Regions from separate parts of the Mus musculus genome. Here region 1 is linked to region 2. Evidence: chromatin contacts called from public Hi-C data. All regions are on one chromosome and are shown on one strand. The core of a region is the stretch at or near the end of the contact, and the rest is flanking DNA. Distances in the headings are between cores, read along the strand shown. Region 1 has its middle 33 kb from the start of Gm32718. Region 2 overlaps Plekhs1 (pleckstrin homology domain containing, family S member 1).

Region 1 (3,908 bases), core at 701-3,200, 300 kb before region 2:
CTGCATCCCCATGGTGAAGTGGCTGGCCGGCATCATGGCACAGATTCAAAGTCAGTTCTGCGGAGTGGGCCTTTTTCTCTGATGGACCTCTTGAGATGGATTTTTCATTAATGTGCAAATGCACACAGTTGCCATTGAGTGTGTTTGGAGGCCAAAAGACCACTTGTGGGAGTAGATAGATAGATACATTCCTTCTGCCAAATGGCTCTTAAGGCTCCAACTTGGTGAGAAACACCCTCACTTCCTGAACCGTCTCACTGACCCTTAAGATGGCTGATTTAAAAAACTCAGTTTGAACGAAAGAAATAAAAACTCCCGTCGGAGTGTGGGAGCGCCAAGAAGTTCATCTGAGAGGGAAGTGTAGGCTGGTGCCACTAGATGGCAGAGGAATGTTACCAAACAACCAGCTGTCACCACCCTGCCCTGGGAGTGTCCCTCTCCAGGCTTATCAACCTGGCTGTCGTCTTCAGGATCCTCAGGTATCTGAAATGTGAGCTGTACTTCTTGCCTTCCAGCGTCAGGTGACAGACAGCCTTAGAGCAGTCTCAGTGGCAGGCACTAGCCCAACACAGTGTGTTAGAGTGTGGCTTCACTCTCGCCCAAACTCTAACCCAGAAAACATCAAGAGCGTCTTTGAAAAGTTTACTTCCTACTCTCAAGGGTAGACATTTGGAAGAAAGGACAACGTGCTTACGGGCGCTTTGCCTGAACCACTGTGACATCATCTTTCTGCCTCACCCTGGCCAGACCTAGGTCTCAACCTTCCGACTCCATCAAGCGACTCTGCTGCTCTCTCGGTCTGTAATTTCTTAAGCTCAGAAATCGTTCTTTTGGGACATTAAACAGAGTTGCTGGCACTCTGAAATCTGAGAAGCTGGTCTTGAATCTGAATGGTGTTACTAAAGGCTCTACTTTCTGTTGTTTGGAAGATAAGGCTGTGAGCCTAGCTGGAAGGGTTTTTGTTTTAAACATCTAAACTCTAGAGTAGCTCTCTCCTGTCCAGGAAGAGTTCAGGGTGGGAATGATCAAGCAGTCTGTAAACAGCTGTTTTAATGTGACAGCAGAACCAGCCAGGAGAGCAAGGTGTGGTCTGCGGAGGATTCATAAACTTTAAGGCAGTGTGAAGGAACACAGCAAGGAGGCTTCTCACGCCATGCCTGAGAACTGTCCTGTCTGGGCAGGCGCTACATTCTCACCCCCTAACAAGAACGTTTTCCAACCACCCAGCCTCTCTGTGAATGAGAGTCACCTCACTGAAGGGAGCTTTCTTGCAAAAGACCAAGAAGTATCTTGGTTTGGTAGGGGGAAATGGGAAGCAAACCCAACTTTGTCTGCAGTGGATAGCTTCCTATTAAGCCAACAGGATCGTGGTTGTTCCATTTCAAAGAAATTCTACCTCCCCTCTAGTGGGGAGTTGGGCGCCCCTCCTCTGGCTTCCTCGAAAGGGCCGCTGGAGCAGCTGGTGGATCAAAGGACACCAGGGAGGGAGCATAGAGCGGCCAAGGGCGGCTCCGGGGCTGCGCTGAGCTCAAAGGCGGGGAGGAGCCGCACCCTCACTGCGGAGCTTCTCATCCCTTTGTCCTGGTATCTCCGTGGGGCTTTGAAAGGTGCCATCCAAGTGGCAAGCTGGGAACAGGTCCCCTTTGGAGCCTGCAGCCAGCCACTTCTTTCTGTCAGCGGCCCACCACACCCTCTCCCCCGCCCCCGCCTTTGATTCCCGCGGAGTGGCCCACTGCTCAGCCCTCCTTTTTTCCTTCAGGATGCTACACTTCACCTGGCTTTGAGGACTTTCCCGGGAGCAGATCTCTTCGTGGGCGACTGCTGGCCTCCCAGCGCCTCCCTTCTGCACCCGTGAGGTCCCTAAGATCCGCTGAGCCAGAGGGAAAGCAGCTCTGGGTTGCTCCCTCTCTTCCAGATGCGTTTCTGACTTGGAATCTGGGGGACTCTTCCTCCGGAAGCTATTTCCATCCGTGTATAGCTGGAAACATTGCTGGAGCTTTGATGATAAGTTTGGTGGGATGGGGTTCAAAAGGCATCACACTCAATGGTAGGGAGATTTCTGAGCACAGTTGTCGAGGCCCTTGGTTCCAACACCAACACTGCCATCACCTCCCTAAGAGGTAACTAGAGACTTGCAGCAAGTGGAAACACGCGCTCGGCTGTGTGGCACTGGCAGTCAGAGCAGTTGTTCTGTGGGAATCGTGAAGATGGGCAGTTGCCTCCCATTCCTGCACCTCGCTGTGATGCTTGATGACGATCCTAAGTGTGACATTGCACGAGTCACTATAAGGGGGGGGGGGGGGCGGTGGCTGCTCCTGGCACCCCCAATAGGCCATGTCTAAGATTCCCACAACTCCAGAGTTACCGTGCCATAGCCCAGGCAAGGATCCAACTCCACCACTTGGCATGGAGATCACAGATTGGGAATTGGCTTTTATTGGTATATTGGCACCACTGCCAAGTGTATGTGTTTGTTGATATGGATCTAATGACCTTCCTGAGAGCTACAAAGATGTTAATAAGAAAATGGCAACCCAGACTTCTCATGAATCCAACCCATTATCTAAATTAATGAGCAAGAACACGAGTTCTCAGAACCCTTAGCTTTTGGCCCTCGAGCCAGGCAGGATGCAATGTCATTATGTCCGGTAGACCTTAGGCAGCGCCTGGCTCCAGAACCAAAAGTGAGTGTGTTGCTGCGTCTGTGAGTATGGACTATGTCACTGTCACTTTCAACAGTTACTATCTTAGCCAGATAGTGAGATGTCCGCCTGCTGGGAAAGTCAGCCTGCATTCCCTGCCCCAACCCACTTTCAGGAGGGACAAATGTAGCTAGAGCCCTGTAGGCAGAGGGAGTGACAGGGCCCATGTAGAGGAGACTCCTTAGCCACCCATTCTGGGGCCACTTCTGTGACAGAGGAAGTCTTGTTCCTTGTGGTTTGAGGACATTCCTTCCGGGGTTAAGCCCAGTTTGGAGCCTGTGAGCCTCCAACCCCAAGGCAAGGAGGAAAGAGAGAAACGGGTTCCCCATGTAAAACCCTGCTCACACCCGAGTTTCAGTTCCATGTCCCAAGGCAAAGCAAAAGACCACAGACTGAAGTCACCAGGAGGCAGCCGACAGATCAACAGCTGCCTAGGGAGGGTGCTGGGCCTCAGTGTGCTGGCCAGAGGTCTGTTCTCACGGGCCTTGGTTCCGATGACGATGGCAGGTTCTTTGTTTGTTTCCTAAGAATCCTTGTCATTCTCTGTCTGGTGCTGAGACACTGGGTCCTGGACAAACCAGGACAGATAAAGAGGCTTACCTTAGCTTTCTGTGGTAGGAACTCTGGAACATCCTCCCCCATGCCTGGAGACATTTTGCTATAAATAGGATTCGAACAACATGGCAGTCAGTCAGTGAGAGAACCGCTGTACATCACCAGCTATGTGGCAGAATTAATTCCCATATGCAAAACATTTTATTCCATAAAGGCTTTACAAAGTGTAGGGCTTGAGAAATGAAGTTCACTCTGGCTCTTGCTAAGTGTGAGACCTCAGGAAAGTTTGAGAACCTGGGAGCCTGTATTAGTCTGCAGTAGCAACCATAATAAAATACCAAGGATCAGGTGGCTTAAAATAGAGACCCCCCCCCTCCATATTGAAAGCCAAAACTTCTGGACAAAAGTGTGGGGAGAGGTTGGCTGCTTCTGTGGCAGGCCTCCCTCTTGTCTTTGCGGGACTCCCTTGCTCTGTGTTCACGTGATCTTGCCTGGGTGTTTGCATTTGTACTCTAATCTCTCTTTATAAAGACACCAGTCAGATTGGATTAGAGCTCACCCCAGTGACCCCATTTTAATGTAATTACTTCTTTTAAGGCGCTATCTCAAACATAGGTTCATATCCTGGGGATTTGGGAAGGGCATGGCATG
Region 2 (3,967 bases), core at 812-3,311:
ACAAAGCAGAAGGTGAGGACCAACACCCAAGGTGTCCTCTGACCTCTGACCTCTGACCTCCACATGTGCTTTAAGGCATATGTGTATCTCTCTCTCTCTCTCTCTCTCTCTCTCTCTCTCTCTCTGTCTCTCGCTCTCGCTCACACACACACACACACACACACACACCATTCACATATATAAATACACATGCACCCTCATACAACAGTTAACACAGTGAACTGGTGGTAATTGTTCCACTAAAAGCAGGTTAGCTAGACGCAGTATTTAAGAGGCCGCTCCACTTACCAGGTTCTCAATGATCTCATTGACACGTAATTGCTCTCCGCTCTCTTGAAACCTTGGTCCGGACTATTGGATTCGATGGAGTCACCAGAATCATTGGGTCCAGCAATATTCTCTAACTAAAGACAAGAGGAACAAATGTAAGGATTCAGATCTGCCACTGACCAGGCACCTCCTCACCTTGCCTCACGCCTCTCTGCATCTGGAATAACGCATTTTCCCTCGCAGGGAAAGTGCTTCTTCAGAGAATATTAACCTCGCCCTACTACACACCCGATGGCTTGGTTGTCCCAGAGAAGTATTTTTGGTGAAAGAAGTGTTCTATGCTTAAGAAACATTGGTCAACATCTCTGTGACCCACTTGGCTGCTTTAATCTCTGCCCTCCTGCCCTACCTTCCTCCCACATCCTCTATTTGTGTGTACTACAGATCACTGCTTCGTGGCCATTGTGTCTAAAAGTCAACTCATGGCTCACCACTTCCCTGCTTAGAAGACCTTTGCTCCATGCTGCCCTCAGCATAGAGTCAATTTAGAATTCACTGCCTGTCACGGGCTGGCTCTTTTGTTCTGTTAATTGTCTACTCTGCCATTCACACACTCTGAACTGTAGCCTACCTAAGCAATTGACCAGACAAGGATGTCTGTGGTCTCTGAAGCCTGCATTGAGTCAAAAGGAGCGAACAGTCTTCCCTGTGTCCCAATGCCTACCCTCTTTGGTAACTGAGGCTGTGGGCTCTGAAAGCAAGAGGGCAATGAGGCTCATCATTGTGGCCACCAGGCTGAGCATAGTGTGGGTCCAGCACTCAGAAGGACGTCTAGCTATCAACAGGCTGTCTCATATACACCCACACTGATTACCCAGGGACTTTCATTCTTTTCCTTTCAGTCCAGAAAAATAGAAAGACTACTAAGTCCCAGATTTAATCTGCCAAGTAGTTAAATGTTATCTCCTTTATAGAACCTTCTCTGATCTTCTGCCTGGAAACCAGTTCCCTCTTCCCACCACTGCCACAACCCAAACATCATATAAGCATATGTCTTGTGCGATGGTTGGCTCCTACTCCTGTGCCAGCATGGTGAGCCAGCCACCCGCCTCTGCCAACTTTACCTTTGTGCCTCCTAATCTCAGCCTGTTGGCTCTGGCAGCAGCGTGTGACAGAGGCTGGGCACATATGTTGAAGGAATGAATGCTTAGTGGGGCAGGGTGGAGCAGGGCGGGGTGGGCAGGGCAGGGCAGGGAGTGGGGACTTACTTCTAAACAGGCTTCTAAACTTCGAGGAGTGAGATAGTACTCTTCTTCTGTATCTTGGGTGGGTTCTGAGTGGAAATCATGATCCTGATGAAGATGAGCTTGCCTGAATCTTTGGAGGCTTTTTTGTATTAAATGCTGAATAAGGAAGATACAGAAGAAACTAATGAGTTCCTCCCTCCCTCCTCCCCTTCTTTTCAATAGAATTGAACCAATACTTTCTAGAAAAAAAAAAGTATAATAGATCAATTGGGTTGACAAGATCAGAGGCTGTTTGAGTGTGACAGGCAGAAACCCACATGACTTGAACTTGCTCTTCAGTTTGGGTCCCTCTAATGTGGGAACACATATGCCTAGCTAATATTTGGAATTTTTTCTCTACTGTGAAGAATTACAACTCTGAACAAGAAGTTTTCTACTGTGGGTGGAGTGCAAGTCACAGAGCTTTGTCATGGTGTCCCTACCCCCATCTCTTCCCAGTCCTCTCTCAACAGCCTCTGAGGAAGTAATTAGCCCAGAGTCACTGAACCTCCTTCTGGCTCAGGATCCCTCTTTTGTGTTTTGTTCACAGCTTGTCTGTTTCTACAGCAGTGTAATTAGGTAGTGTTGGCTACGTGACAGTCAGAATTATACGCTTCCAGGTGATGTAGATGCAAGCAATTAATTATTGCCTTCCCTCCCCTAACAGACACCAGATTGCCTACTGATGGAGCTGCCCTGCATGGCATAGGAATTGTTATGAGTGTGACTTAATTTCCCAAGAACAATGCCTGATGGCTGGGGACTTTCATAAGACCTCCCAAATGTTTGCTGGGAATTTTATGGAACTTAGCATTCTCTCTCTCTGTGTGTGTGTGTGTGAGAGAGAGAGAGAGAGAGAGAGAGAGAGAGAGAGAGAGAGAGAGAGACGGAGACATAGAGAACCCTGAGTTGTGATGGTTCAACTTTCAGGTTTTTATGGTCTTTTTGTTTTTTTCTCTCATAAGGGAGTGCAAAAGCAAGATGCATTCACTAGAAACTGTATTTCAGACTTTGAATGTTAGCCTTTGTGTGGGCTACCAATATGGGTATCACAACTTTCTTGTAAACCTGGTGGCAACAGTGAGCTTCAGCTCCTTGATAACTCTGCAATCATGGGGGAAACTGGGGACTCTGCAGTGTGCTGTGTTGCTAGGCTGTGGTGTTCCATAAGGCAGGTGTGTTAAATGCACTTTCAGCTTGTAGTGGTTTGAATATGCTTGGCCCATGGGAAGTGCCACTATTAGGAGGTGTGACCTTATTGAAGGAGAGGTAGCCTTTTTTAGAGGAAGTGTGTCACTGTGGAGTGAGGAGATATATATATGCTCAAGTCTGGGCAGTGTAGTCCACAGCCTCCTCCTGGCTGCCCATAGAAACCAGTCCCCTTCTGCTGCCTGGATCAAGATGTAGAACTGTCTTGCACCATGTCTGCCTGCATGCCATGTCTGAGAGGAAGGCTGAGTTCATCCTGGTTGCCCTATGCCTCGCTTGCTTGCCTGTCTGTGACTTGATGAGACAGCAAGAAGCCCTTTGCCAGCCGAGTCTCCTTGGTCTTGAACCTTACAGCCTTCAGAGCTGTGGAACTGACGTTGCTGCTGTTAGGACCACGCCCCTTCACGTACAATAGTCTATTGCAGTTGCCGAAGACGGCCTATCGAAGCAGATTACGCTGAGGTACCAACATCAATAACAAAACCCAGCAAGACAACCGGTGACTTTAACTTGAGATGGTTAAAAAAACTATTACTTGATCTCAATAAATAAGGGAAAACCGAAAAGCCACCCATAAGGCGTCCGTGGGGGGGGGAAAGGGGTCTGCCATGAACTGGAGCGAGAGGCACTTGCTCAAGGCCAATCTGTCTGTCTGCCCTGGTCCCTATCACTGCTTTTGCTCACTGAATAACAGAGATGAAGTGTCGGGCCTGGGGGTGTTGATAAACTAAAAAAAAAAAAAAAAGGCATTTGAAATGTTGGAGAGCTTGATAAAATGGGAGGCCTTGCTTCATTGCATGTGCTCGGTAGCCACAGAGGGAAGGATGCCAATAGTGGTGTCTCTAAGGGATGACATGATAGATGTGCAGGGGGATGTACCACCCAGCCTATTTAGTGATCATTCCCAAAGCTAGAAAGACAGCGAATCCCTAGAGGAGAGCGCACAGCCCTATGGCTTTGCAGAAGCGGACACGCCCCTTCCAAGAGCGGACACGCCCCTTCCGGCCACAGGCAGGACATTCTATTTCCTCAGACAGATTGTGCCAGGACGAAAGGGACGCTATACAGAGAGCGGGAAGCCAGACTAACTGGATGAGTGAAGGGAAGCAGGAGGAAGCCCCTCAGTGCCTGAGGGTGTGGACAGGGCGACAGGAGATCAGGGGGCACGAGGGACCTTTGAGCCCTGCGTGTGGAAGGAGGGG

Evidence for each region. A called contact is a pair of places that touch in the nucleus more often than the background predicts.
Region 1: a contact with region 2 is called in a Hi-C map of the N1E-115 cell line, with 2.8 times the contacts expected there. The contact joins two enhancer-like sites. A contact is called at or near these places in 10 of 39 promoter capture datasets (the C10 cell line, the HPC-7 cell line, cranial neural crest and 6 more), 1 of 15 datasets of contacts at CTCF or cohesin (the NIH/3T3 cell line), 2 of 484 Hi-C or Micro-C datasets (the HL-1 cell line and the N1E-115 cell line), 5 of 115 datasets of contacts at active chromatin or transcription factors (craniofacial prominence, embryonic basal ganglia, embryonic forebrain and 2 more) and 5 of 9 other capture datasets (adipose tissue, embryonic stem cells, liver and 2 more).

Annotation. Positions count from the first base shown.
Region 1 is chr19:56,773,688-56,777,595 of GRCm38.p6, reverse strand. No RefSeq gene overlaps it. Among named protein-coding and RNA genes, the nearest start is that of Gm32718, 33 kb to the right of the region's middle. Within about 2 kb of position 1,950, at least 64 of the 459 cell types and tissues checked have an H3K27ac peak or open chromatin away from gene starts, as enhancers often do. A contact at or near this core is called in the N1E-115 cell line, where this site is marked.
Region 2 is chr19:56,474,860-56,478,826 of GRCm38.p6, reverse strand. It overlaps Plekhs1 (pleckstrin homology domain containing, family S member 1), which reads right to left. Exons shown (of 13, transcript NM_001164263.1): 8 at 1,539-1,673; 9 at 289-404. Among named protein-coding and RNA genes, the nearest start is that of Plekhs1, 15 kb to the right of the region's middle. Within about 2 kb of position 2,061, at least 50 of the 459 cell types and tissues checked have an H3K27ac peak or open chromatin away from gene starts, as enhancers often do. A contact at or near this core is called in the N1E-115 cell line, where this site is marked.